Linked DNA regions of Mus musculus: regions 1 and 2 are each linked to region 3. Evidence: chromatin contacts called from public HiChIP or PLAC-seq and promoter capture Hi-C data. All regions are on one chromosome and are shown on one strand. The core of a region is the stretch at or near the end of the contact, and the rest is flanking DNA. Distances in the headings are between cores, read along the strand shown. Region 1 has its middle 3.7 kb from the start of Gm35028. Region 2 has its middle 19 kb from the start of Prdm1. Region 3 has its middle 22 kb from the start of Gm40639.

Evidence for each region. Promoter capture Hi-C pulls out the DNA fragments that hold promoters and counts their contacts. HiChIP or PLAC-seq counts read pairs in DNA pulled down with a chosen protein or histone mark.
Region 1: a contact with region 3 is called in an H3K4me3 HiChIP or PLAC-seq map of bone marrow-derived macrophages, with 8 times the contacts expected there. The contact joins two enhancer-like sites. A contact is called at or near these places in 9 of 39 promoter capture datasets (the C10 cell line, cranial neural crest, embryonic stem cells and 6 more), 8 of 484 Hi-C or Micro-C datasets (bone marrow-derived macrophages, embryonic stem cells, liver and 3 more), 17 of 115 datasets of contacts at active chromatin or transcription factors (bone marrow-derived macrophages, effector CD8 T cells, embryonic basal ganglia and 14 more) and 1 of 9 other capture datasets (embryonic stem cells).
Region 2: a promoter capture Hi-C map of the C10 cell line shows a contact between it and region 3. The contact joins two enhancer-like sites. A contact is called at or near these places in 19 of 39 promoter capture datasets (the 3T3-L1 cell line, 3T3-L1-derived adipocytes, the C10 cell line and 13 more), 51 of 484 Hi-C or Micro-C datasets (B cells, the C10 cell line, ECoMG myeloid progenitors and 30 more) and 17 of 115 datasets of contacts at active chromatin or transcription factors (CD8 T cells, bone marrow-derived dendritic cells, bone marrow-derived macrophages and 14 more).

The regions. Positions count from the first base shown.
Region 1 is chr10:44,430,079-44,433,198 of GRCm38.p6, forward strand. No RefSeq gene overlaps it. Among named protein-coding and RNA genes, the nearest start is that of Gm35028, 3.7 kb to the left of the region's middle. Within about 2 kb of position 1,798, at least 17 of the 459 cell types and tissues checked have an H3K27ac peak or open chromatin away from gene starts, as enhancers often do.
Region 2 is chr10:44,475,997-44,479,529 of GRCm38.p6, forward strand. It overlaps a transcript of Prdm1 not described here. Among named protein-coding and RNA genes, the nearest start is that of Prdm1, 19 kb to the left of the region's middle. Within about 2 kb of position 1,360, at least 10 of the 459 cell types and tissues checked have an H3K27ac peak or open chromatin away from gene starts, as enhancers often do.
Region 3 is chr10:45,000,942-45,004,458 of GRCm38.p6, forward strand. No RefSeq gene overlaps it. Among named protein-coding and RNA genes, the nearest start is that of Gm40639, 22 kb to the right of the region's middle. Within about 2 kb of position 1,955, at least 85 of the 459 cell types and tissues checked have an H3K27ac peak or open chromatin away from gene starts, as enhancers often do.

The DNA of each region.
Region 1 (3,120 bases), core at 548-3,047, 570 kb before region 3:
TAAGAGCATGTAATTCTTCAGGTTGCAGATGAGCAATGATAGGTTCTGTTACTACCCTTAAGTTGGAGAAAGGACCGAAACAGCTGTAACTTACCCACGATGGGCTGGTTTGCTTCAGATAATGTAAGTTGTAGTCTGGGACCCACGTGTATGTCAAATCCAGAGGAGACCAAAAACTACCAATTTGAAGCAATACAACTATAAATCTTCTAGGGTTTCTGTTGGTTGCAAAAGCTGTGTAACAGGTGGCCGTGTTAAAAAAAAAAGTCTCTACACAGCCCCCCAAAAGGTTTGTGCCTATTGGGATTCCACTGCCTTAGAACAAAAGGTTGACCCAACCATTACTTCTTAACTTTCATCTCTGCCTCCAGGCACATTGGTTAACTTCATATGGAGACCATTTAAGACAGAATATACCACTTTAAATTCAGGGGCAGTAGAGGCCTTGTCTGTGCACCTGAAATAGAAATGCATTCAATCACATGTCTTCCCTCTGCTGTGGAGAGCATCCAGGTTCCATGATCAAAAGTGGAAGGATCTATAAACACCCTGCCCCCTCTTTTTTTCTAAACAGCAAATATGCACACCATGTCTACTACTCAGTATCTGAGGCATTATCCTCTGAGGGACGGGTTAACTTGATACTCCACTTTCTTCTCTGAAGCAGTTGATGTGACGCCTGCCTGTGTGCAAAAGCAGCAAAAATACAATCTCCCTGTGGTACCTCACAGAGGACCCGCCATCCATAGAGTGAGTGAAAGGTGGTTCAGAACCACAGCAGACTGTGGCAGGCCGTGCTTCTCCAGGACTCTCTGTCTGTTTCTTCCTAACATGATTTAATGACTGGTTAAGAGTTCAGGCCATTTGGCTTGGGATACAGCTCAGTGGCAGAGCACTCACCTACTGAGCACAAGGACCCTGGCTCAGTTCTCACAACAACAACAACAACAACAACAGAGCTAAGTTTTGTGCTGTAAGGTGCTCACGTTTGGCAAACGTGCCCAAAAGTATGAACAATAGCAGCAGCTCCTTGGGGTTCTGCCCAGCTGGCAATAAGAGCAGTGTCTAATCTGCTAACATCGGGAGCAGAATCAGTTTCCAGTTCCGGCATGAAGTTGTTAAACATCTTGGGCATCTCCCTTGACCGTCTCCGAATCTCTGGGCTGGAGATACTCCAAGTCCAACACCGTCGTCACCTCCTTCATGGGAAACCCCTGGGAGGAAAGGACACTGTCTTAAAGCCCCCCACTAGCCAAAGCAAAGGACCTCTACAATCCAAAAAATGCCAAGGTCCCTGGGGAGGTTTTAGGAAAGCCTCTGCCTCTTTGGCCTGTGGACAGGACTACATTCACAGGGTGGTTATTAATGAGACAAGTGCATTAGGAGCCGACTCATGTTTTGGTTATCCACCCTGCTGCACGCATTGGTTAGTAGTTCCTTGGGTCATCTAGGTCAAATGTCCCCTTGGCCTAGTTTCCCTCGTCCCTAGGTCACTAGAGAGGCACCTGCTTCCTTCAGCCTGTCCTAAGGGTGTGCTCATGGAGGGAGGATGCCCACCAGTCACTGGACAGAAAACACATCCCTACAACTAAGCTTGGGATAGGTGGCCACCTGCTTCCCACCTCTTCGATGTATGCATTACTGAGTGTGGACTACATTTAGAAATGTAAGTGTGGGGACAGCCCCACAGTGGGGAACTGGCTGTGTCGTCTGGCCATTTTCCACCACACCAGGCCTGGCTGGTGTGTACTTGAGTGCCTCCTTTAACATCCCTAGTCATGCAGGCTCACAGGAGGGCAGACTCACACTGGTAGAACCGGTCTACTTCCTGGTGCTCCCGTACTTACTTCCCCAACTATGCAAAGGGGTGGAGGAGGGAAGCCTGCTATGATTGGCATCTTCCTTGCTACACCTGAGCCCAAAGGTGTTCAGGGAAAGGTCATGTGGTGGCTGTCAACACAGACAGGACTTGAGGCCAGGCCAACCTGGCTTCACCAGGGAACATACCACCAGGAATGAAAAGGAACACTGGACACGAAGCCATGTCACTTCCGGCAAGACAGGGACAGGCCATGGCTTTGGGTCTCCTGAACTCCTTTGTGTCTTCTTTATGGCTCTGCCCTCGTCCCTTGGCTCGTCCCATCGGGTGCCGCTGGACTATCACCTACCTGTCGTGCCAGCAGGTTGGAGAGATGACCAGGCATGTTTTTTGGTGATCAGGGTGGTAAAATGGCCCACATCATCTGTGCTGGAGGCAATCACAACGAAACTGAACAGTCAAGTAGAAAACTGTCCGCCCACAGGCCCGCCGAGCCCAGTGCAGCAGTGGAGGTTAGGGGGTCGGGCTGCTCAGGCCAGCCTCTCTGCTACAGCTCGTGATTCAGAAATTACTGGAAGCACGCTTGCTTTTTCAGTCACCGTCTTTCAACGGTTTATTCATAAGGCAATTTTTCACTTTTCACTCGTTTTCAGCCCCTTTCACATCTATCTACTCACAGTTTCTGTCTTGGCTTTAACCTTTCCCTCCTCCTCCTCCTCCTCCCCCTCCCCCACTTCTCCCCCCCTCCTCCTCCTCTTCTTCCTTCTCCTCTTCTCCTGCTCCTCCTCCTCTCCCTCTCTAAGCTCAATTTGTCCTTATTCCCCCTTTTAAAACTTTAAACCGTTAAAGTGGTATAGAGGCCTCAGTGGCCTCACTAACTGAAAAGGTCCCTTTCACTGTCCCCTTAGGGGTCTCCTTACTGTGTTCTCAGGGCTTCCTCAGTTGCCAGTGTTTCTGTACCTTGCTCCTTTTTGTGACAATAAACTTAAAATCTTTTTTTACTTGTCTTGTAAATATGATTTTGCTTAAACAAAAACAAACAAAAAAGCAACAGCAACAGCAAAGCACAAAAGAAGGAGGGAAAGGACAAAGAAGAAAAAGGAAAAACAAGAGCAATTACAGGATTCTGGTTTTGGAGTCCAGCAAGAATTTAACTTAAGCATACTCACTATTCCTATTTTTTAAGAAATGTAGGTTTCTTTCAGGTGAGTGTATTAAAGCACATAGTTCTCACAAGTCAGCAGGACCTGCAAGCTCACTGTCCTTGGCCAAAGAAGACACAATGGCTGGTTCCACACTAA
Region 2 (3,533 bases), core at 110-2,609, 530 kb before region 3:
ATAGCTTACTCCTAGAGGTTGTCCTGACTTCTACATGAGTGTCATTATATGAGTGACCATACACACACACACACACACACACACACACACACACACACACACACAGAGATACACAAAGACACACAGACACTCACACAGACAGACATAGACAGACACACACACACACAGATACACAAAGACACACAGACACACAAAGACACAGACACACAGACAGACAGACACACAGACAGACACACAGACACACACAGACATACACAGACACACACAGACAGATACAGACACAGAGGCATACACACACACAGACATACAAACACACACACACACACACACACTAAAATGTGCCAAAATGTTTTTGAGAGAGAAAGGACAGTCTCTATGCAGTTTAGGTAGGAAAGGAGCGGAGGGGCCTGTCCTCTGGTCCTTTTTACCATTTCAGTTTAGATTCTTCAGGCAAACACTTTGTTGCGTTCGCTGTCTTTTGAAATGTTAGCTGTTATGTTCCAACCATGAAGCAGAGGGTTCTCTCCCGCCAAGCTGCCTACTTGTTTAAAATCTCACTTAAAATCTTTATGAAACCCTGCTAATCATCCTCAGTGGACTCCGCCCTCCGCTCTTCCCCTCCTCCTCACCCGCCCATCCCGTGGTGCGATCGGAGAGGCCGTCCGTCGACCCGAATGATGGATTAAATGCGTGACAGTTATGACAGGTGAGGAGTACATGGAGGGGCTTAGCCAGCAGGGATAAGATAAAGCCCCCAGTTAAGAACAAAGCCCCCACCAAAGCTGGCCCATTAATGACCACTCTGGGAAGCTCCTTATTTGGCCCATTTGGAAGGAGCAAGCCGAAACTCCAGACAATGGGTGGCCAGGGAGGGTCCTGTCTCCAAGGGCCTCCAACCAGCTAGTAGAAAACCCTGTATATTTTTCTAAACATGTCTGAAAGTCAGGCTCAGCGTCCCTGGAAGAGCAAGGTTTCCTTTCAGTGTTGTGTTAATACAATAGACTTAAGTTTACAGCTGGACTGAGTGGAATTACTGTGTATAAACCATAATATTTATCGACAGGGATCCAGCTAAGCCCCCGAGAGACTAGACTAGTTCAGCAGGACAAATCCAAGGAATTTCGGAAATCAATCCATTAGGATTACAGGGCAGCCCCCTGAGTTTGGAAGTCGAGGGCTCAGTCCATGGGAGCACTGAAGCTCCAATCTTCTTTTATCCGCAGACTCGTTGACCCAGTTTTTAAACTACAGATGAGATAGCGATCGTTTTCTATAATGTTTACACAACATTCTTAGACAGGCAGCCTGGTCATGTATTAACTTTGGTGCAGTAATTTCAAACACACTTTTGAAAATTGTTTGTGTGCCAAAGGTACAGCCCTTTCAGTACATAATTGCAGTAAGTAGCTTTACCATCGTGAGTGACACACACCGACAGCCCGTATAAGAAAGGGTGAACTGTGGGTTATCGTTTCCCTGTGAAAGGCTCTTAGCCCACTGTTTGTTTCAGCTTATTAATAATAGCACTGTAGAAGACTATTGTTATAGACAGCCCTTTCAAATTGTGCCATAATCTAGGGGCTAGAGCTTGTGTATCGGTTTGCATGGGAGCAGGTGTATACGAGTAGTTTATTCAAAAGACATTTATGAATCAATAAGAAGACCATTGATTAAAAAAAAAAAACTTCAAAGCCACAGACCATCACCCCAGCCATCAAGGGAACCCCCAAATACTTTAGCTGTTATAATAAATGTGTGGATAGGAGCCCCTTAGTACTACAGGAGCCTGGGCAAGTCTCAGGTAACCAACAACTCCATCTACAAATGGTGCCCAATGACTGAGGTGAGACCCCTACCGCATGAGTGAGGTTCACAGACTTTAACAAAAGCTTCTTCTGGTTTTTTTGTTTTGTTTTGTCTTTTGTTTGTTTTTTCCTGGTCCTATCCGAGTGCACACCTTACTTAACTCTGCATCCTGCCCACACACATTCTCTCTCTCTCTCTCTCTCTCTCTCTCTCTCTAAGGAGAGCATGCAGCTCCAGGAACATCTGAAAGAGAAGGTCCCAGCTTATAGCTACAGTGGCAGGAAACCCAGAATTCCCCTGTGACTAGTGGCCAAGGCGAGGCATACCGTCCTTGTGCTTACCACCTCCTCTCACCCGGTTCCTGGCAGGAGAATCATTCCTAGTTGAGCACATCCAATTCTACTGGCAAATGCTCTGCAAGGCTGTGTGCCTGGGGGCGTGGCAGAAACAGCCAGTAGAGCTTTAAGAGGTCAACAGCTTTCCTGTTGGCGCAGCAGCTCACCAACAGTCTGAGCAGTAGCCCTCTCACCTTGTGAACAGGCCTGCATCTTGTCTGTCCACAGCTCCACACCATTTTGCAGAAGAGCCAATAGACAGAGAAGTGGCCTGCTTCAGGGCCTTATCTGAATGATGCTACTCAACTCTCACCACCTGGGCCTTGCTGGAGAAGCAGCTCCATTCAATCAATGCCTCTTTCCCCAGACAATTACCGGTTAATCCCACCTCCAGCTGAGATGAACTGGTGGAAAGGCATTGCTATTTTTAGACAGGGCCATAAGTCCTTTCATCTATGAGAAACAGACTTCCTGATACACTGGGTCAAGCCCAGGTACTGGGTTGGAGGTAATAGAAATGTTGTACTGTGGCACTATTATCTTCTGTAGAATGAATGGATTTTGATCCTTCTGAAACAGTTTTAAATTCAGTTCTTCTCTACACTGCAAAAGTAACTTCCAGCTAGCACACACCTAGCAGTAACCTTGACCAGTTTCTGCCTTCCACCTTCTGAGTGATTCGTCCTTAGCTATCTTTTCAGTTTCAAGTGAATGAATGATTTACTTCACAATGAGTAAACTTAAAATGGAATTTTCAGAATTGACTAACAGTGTGGGAATAGATCATAATGTGTTTCTCCCCCCCCCCCCGCCCCCCATCCCTATATCTGGCACACTAGAATTGATGTTTCGGATTGAACTTGTGACTTCTCATTTCTTTATTGAGGAGGGGGCAGAATAAGAGACATTTATAGGCAACACACAGATTAAGACCAAAAGAGCTCTACATGTAGAACGGACTTCCACCACACTAGTTGGTACTCCGATGGTCTGCTGTGCAGCTGAGCCATGAAAAGCTAGTAATGTGAATACTTGCTATACCAGGCAGCCTTTGACATCTAAACACACTATTTCTCCTGGTGTTTTCTTGCCATTTGAAGAACGGTCTGGAAAGGAGGTGTTGAGTTAGTTTACATTGACCTCCGCCTGACCTGGCAGTAGAAGTTTTTAAGAGCTAAGCAGCACTCACAGCCAGGAAACCCCAGAAAAACAGCACTCGGAAAGGGCTTCATTTGTGGGGACCCAAAGTCACCCCACCATTCCTGTTGCACTCGAAGGGCGTCCCCTTCGGCCTTTGTGGGAAGGGAACCCATCCATCTTCATTTAGGCTGTTTTAGGGGGATGGGGCATGATGGGGTGGCAGGGGACAGGGCTGCCATTTCCTTTGGCTCG
Region 3 (3,517 bases), core at 705-3,204:
ATTCTGTGGAGCCCCTTTATTTCCTTTTTTCTTTTCTTTTCTTTGTGTAGAGCCCCAACTAGTGGGAGATTGGAAAACTGCACCTGAAGAGAGGCCATTTAAATGGAGGTGACCATTGGACTTCCGGCCAGCATATGAGCACTTTAGGACAAGGCTGATTTTCAGGTGTGAGACTGCAGACAGGTGCTAAGAGGGGAGGGTTGTGAAACTGCCTTCTTCTTAACTTTCTGCATGCTAAAGGGCAACCTGGCGCCGAGGAAAGCAAACACACTCTCTGGCATGTGAAATGACTCAGTGCACTCTAGCTACAGCTAATTCGAGAAAGGAAAATAAATTCTGAGTTCAGAACTTATATGCCTCAAAGATCTTTTTTAAAAGAAAGGGGACAACATCCTGTAACCGAAAAGAAAAAAGAAAAAACTGCACAGGCTGGAGGAAAAAGAGCCGGTTTCACATGTTAAATGAGAATTCAGTTAGAAATATTTTTACCCAGTTGGTAGTTTTTACTGAGAAGAGATAAGAATGTGCTGTGTTGTGATAAGAGGAGCTAGCTGTAGGTAGACCAGCAGGCCGGAGGCCATCATGCAGGAGAGATCAGAACTTCAATGAAGAATGAGACAGAAACGCCTAGAAAAGTGGGGTGTACTGTTCTGAACTCAGAATTTATTTTCCTTTCTTAAATTAGCATAGACAGAGTGTGCTGACTCATTTCACTTGCTAGAGAGTGTGTTTGTTTTCTAAGGGGACTGAATCTCAGGAGCTGCTGGGATTTTAAGTTTGTTTCTTTGTTTCTTCTTCCATCCTTTCAAAAACTCTCATTCTGCTCAATTGTTTTTAAAATAATGTTTCCTTTGACAAAAAGTGGCAATAAAATGCAGACAGCCTGGAAAGGCTATTAAAGAAATAATCCACGATGAGTTCATTAATTAAAGTATAAGAATGTGCATCAGGGGTTGTCATGCAGGCTTCAGGGTGTTTGTGGAACTCCCTAACAAGAAAGATCTATAGTGTGTGTGTGTGTGTGTGTGTGTGTGTGTGTTTCTGAATTCTCAAAGAATCCCATAAAAAACAAACAAACAAACAAACAAATCCAACTACACAGGAATCTGCACATAGACAAAAACCAACCACATTGTCATAGATGTGCCTCAGAGTGGTCTGACTTCAGAGACTGCATAGAAAAGCCCCACAGAGTCATCAAGCCATGTCTAGGGCATCTCACAGAGCAGATGCTAACCTCCAGAGTCACAGGCTTCCCTGTGCATTGTGCACTAGAATAAAGGTGTGGTGGGTGTCCTGCTTATACCTTGAGGGCATATGGGTGCACACAGTCCTCATCAGCTGCAGGGATGAACAACTCGCTCTCACCACTTCCCTCCATGTGAATGTACAAAAGGCCACTTATGCTCAAAATTTGAACATAGTAGTAATTATTTTTTTTTATCCCCACAGATTAGCCAGTAAAATTCAGAATTTAACCACAACAACAGAAATACCTTTAACTTTTAGGAGTCAAACACCTACTCAGTATACACAGTTGTTACAAAATATCAATTCAAGGGAGTTTTCTCTGCCACTTAAAGTTTATGGTGATTATTAAATAAACAGACCTTTGCTTCATTTGAAAAGGGATTTGTTTAAATACTACTTATTTGAAGATCATTAAGTCTCTGGAGTTCAAGGATATCGAGGGTGGTGACTGCCTCCCGGAGCTATCTAACTTCTTTTATGATGTCAGCTTTCCCAGAGATTTTATTTAACAAATGACTTCACTGTGGAGAAAAGCTGTCATATTAATCTATCTGTCCTAGCCTTCACCTTCCAGCCTCACTGTGATCATGTAAGAGAAGTCTGAGGGGTAAAGAGAGAACCCACACTACCCATTAGCAGTCCCCTGTCAGGTGGCACGTGATCCTGTGTCAGCACACTCGGCTCCTCAGCTGCGGACTCCCTGGTCTTTCCTTCTCAGACAGACACCACCATGATTGAAGTTTACAAAAGGCAAGCTGTACAGGGCATCTGACACTCTGCAAAGCTTGCCACCTTTTCTGTTTTCTGTTTATCTTTCCCTTTGCCAGAGTCTGTAAGAAGCTTTCATGGCTGAGAAAGTAAGTCTTTGAGTCATAAGAACAAGGTGAAGGTATTTAGAGGGAAAAAAAGCTTGCCAGGTTTAAAAAAAAAAAAACCTGTATTCCCTTACTAAGACAATTTTAAAACCTCAAATATTACAACCACAAACTGTTCGTGCAGATGAAAATGAAAGTAGGCCACTTAAAGAGAGTTTTGTCTAAACTAAAGCAAATGCATTGCGTCATTATTTTAAGCATTGGGATTAACAGGCTACCAAACGGTTTCTTTGAAATTAAGAAGGCAGCATTTTAAATATTACATCTGAACGTGTTGTGTCTCCTCTAAGGGACACGCAGAACCTGAGTGGCTGATGTCTCTATGCCCTCTCCCCAGCCCCTGAGGACCACACTGCCCTTCCTGCCTGCGCCTACTTGGCTCTGGGCCAGCAGCTTTCAGGGCCCCTTCATTAGGAGCTCCTGGCAATGTGGTTCAAATGTGAAATTTCCATCTCCCCTCCACAGGCAGCTAGGCAAGGGCAAAGCAGTTGGGACATGCTTGACACATGAATTTGAAAAGGGAAGAGGAGAAGGAGGAAGAGGAGGTAAGCCTTCAAAACTATATCTATCAAAGTGAAAGTCAGGAAAAATTAGGCCATCCACCTGACTGGGGCTGCCAAAGAGTTAGGTGAAAGTGCCTTTCAAGGACGTCCTACATAAAATTCAGTATGCTAGTTAACAGGACAGCCAGGTGCCCCAAGCTGTCTGAGGAACACAAGCACATTGAAAATAAAGACACTCACTAATAACCCCCATACTTTAATGTTTTAGGATTCTCTTTGATTTCCTATGGAACCTGGTTAGCCCAGAGAGGACTAGAATACATGTGGTAGTGGTGGTGGTGGTGGTGGTGGTGGTGGTGGTGGTGGTGGTGGGTGTGTCAAGTTGAAAGTTGTGTGTGTGTGTGTGTGTGTGTGTGTGTGTGTGTCTAGGGGGATGTTTATAAACTGAATTTCCATTAGTTGATAGTCACATTTTGAGCCCACTATAGGTTGAGACATGCAGGGAGAAATAATAATGTCCGCTCATGAACGTGCTTTGGAGGCAAGCCATACCACCACTGAAGTAAGCCCTCAGCTGAACTTGACTGAGCAGGTCCACACCTCGTTAAGTAACACCAGTTGCCATTGTAGTCAGTGATGTCAGTCAAATACCAGAAGCAGCGGGCTAATTTTGGATGCTTCCCTGCCTTCTCGGAAGCACAGAGACACGTGTGTGCTGTGCACATGTGCACAGGTGGCTCTCAGTTAGCTGCTAGTCTGTGTCCTCCCCACACTGATAGCCCACAACTAATTTCTACTTGATTTTGGAAAGATTTCAAATTACTCTGCATTTTGGTATGCACTGTCCCGAATCTCATTTCACTATCTCACTACAGTGTTGAAACAGGA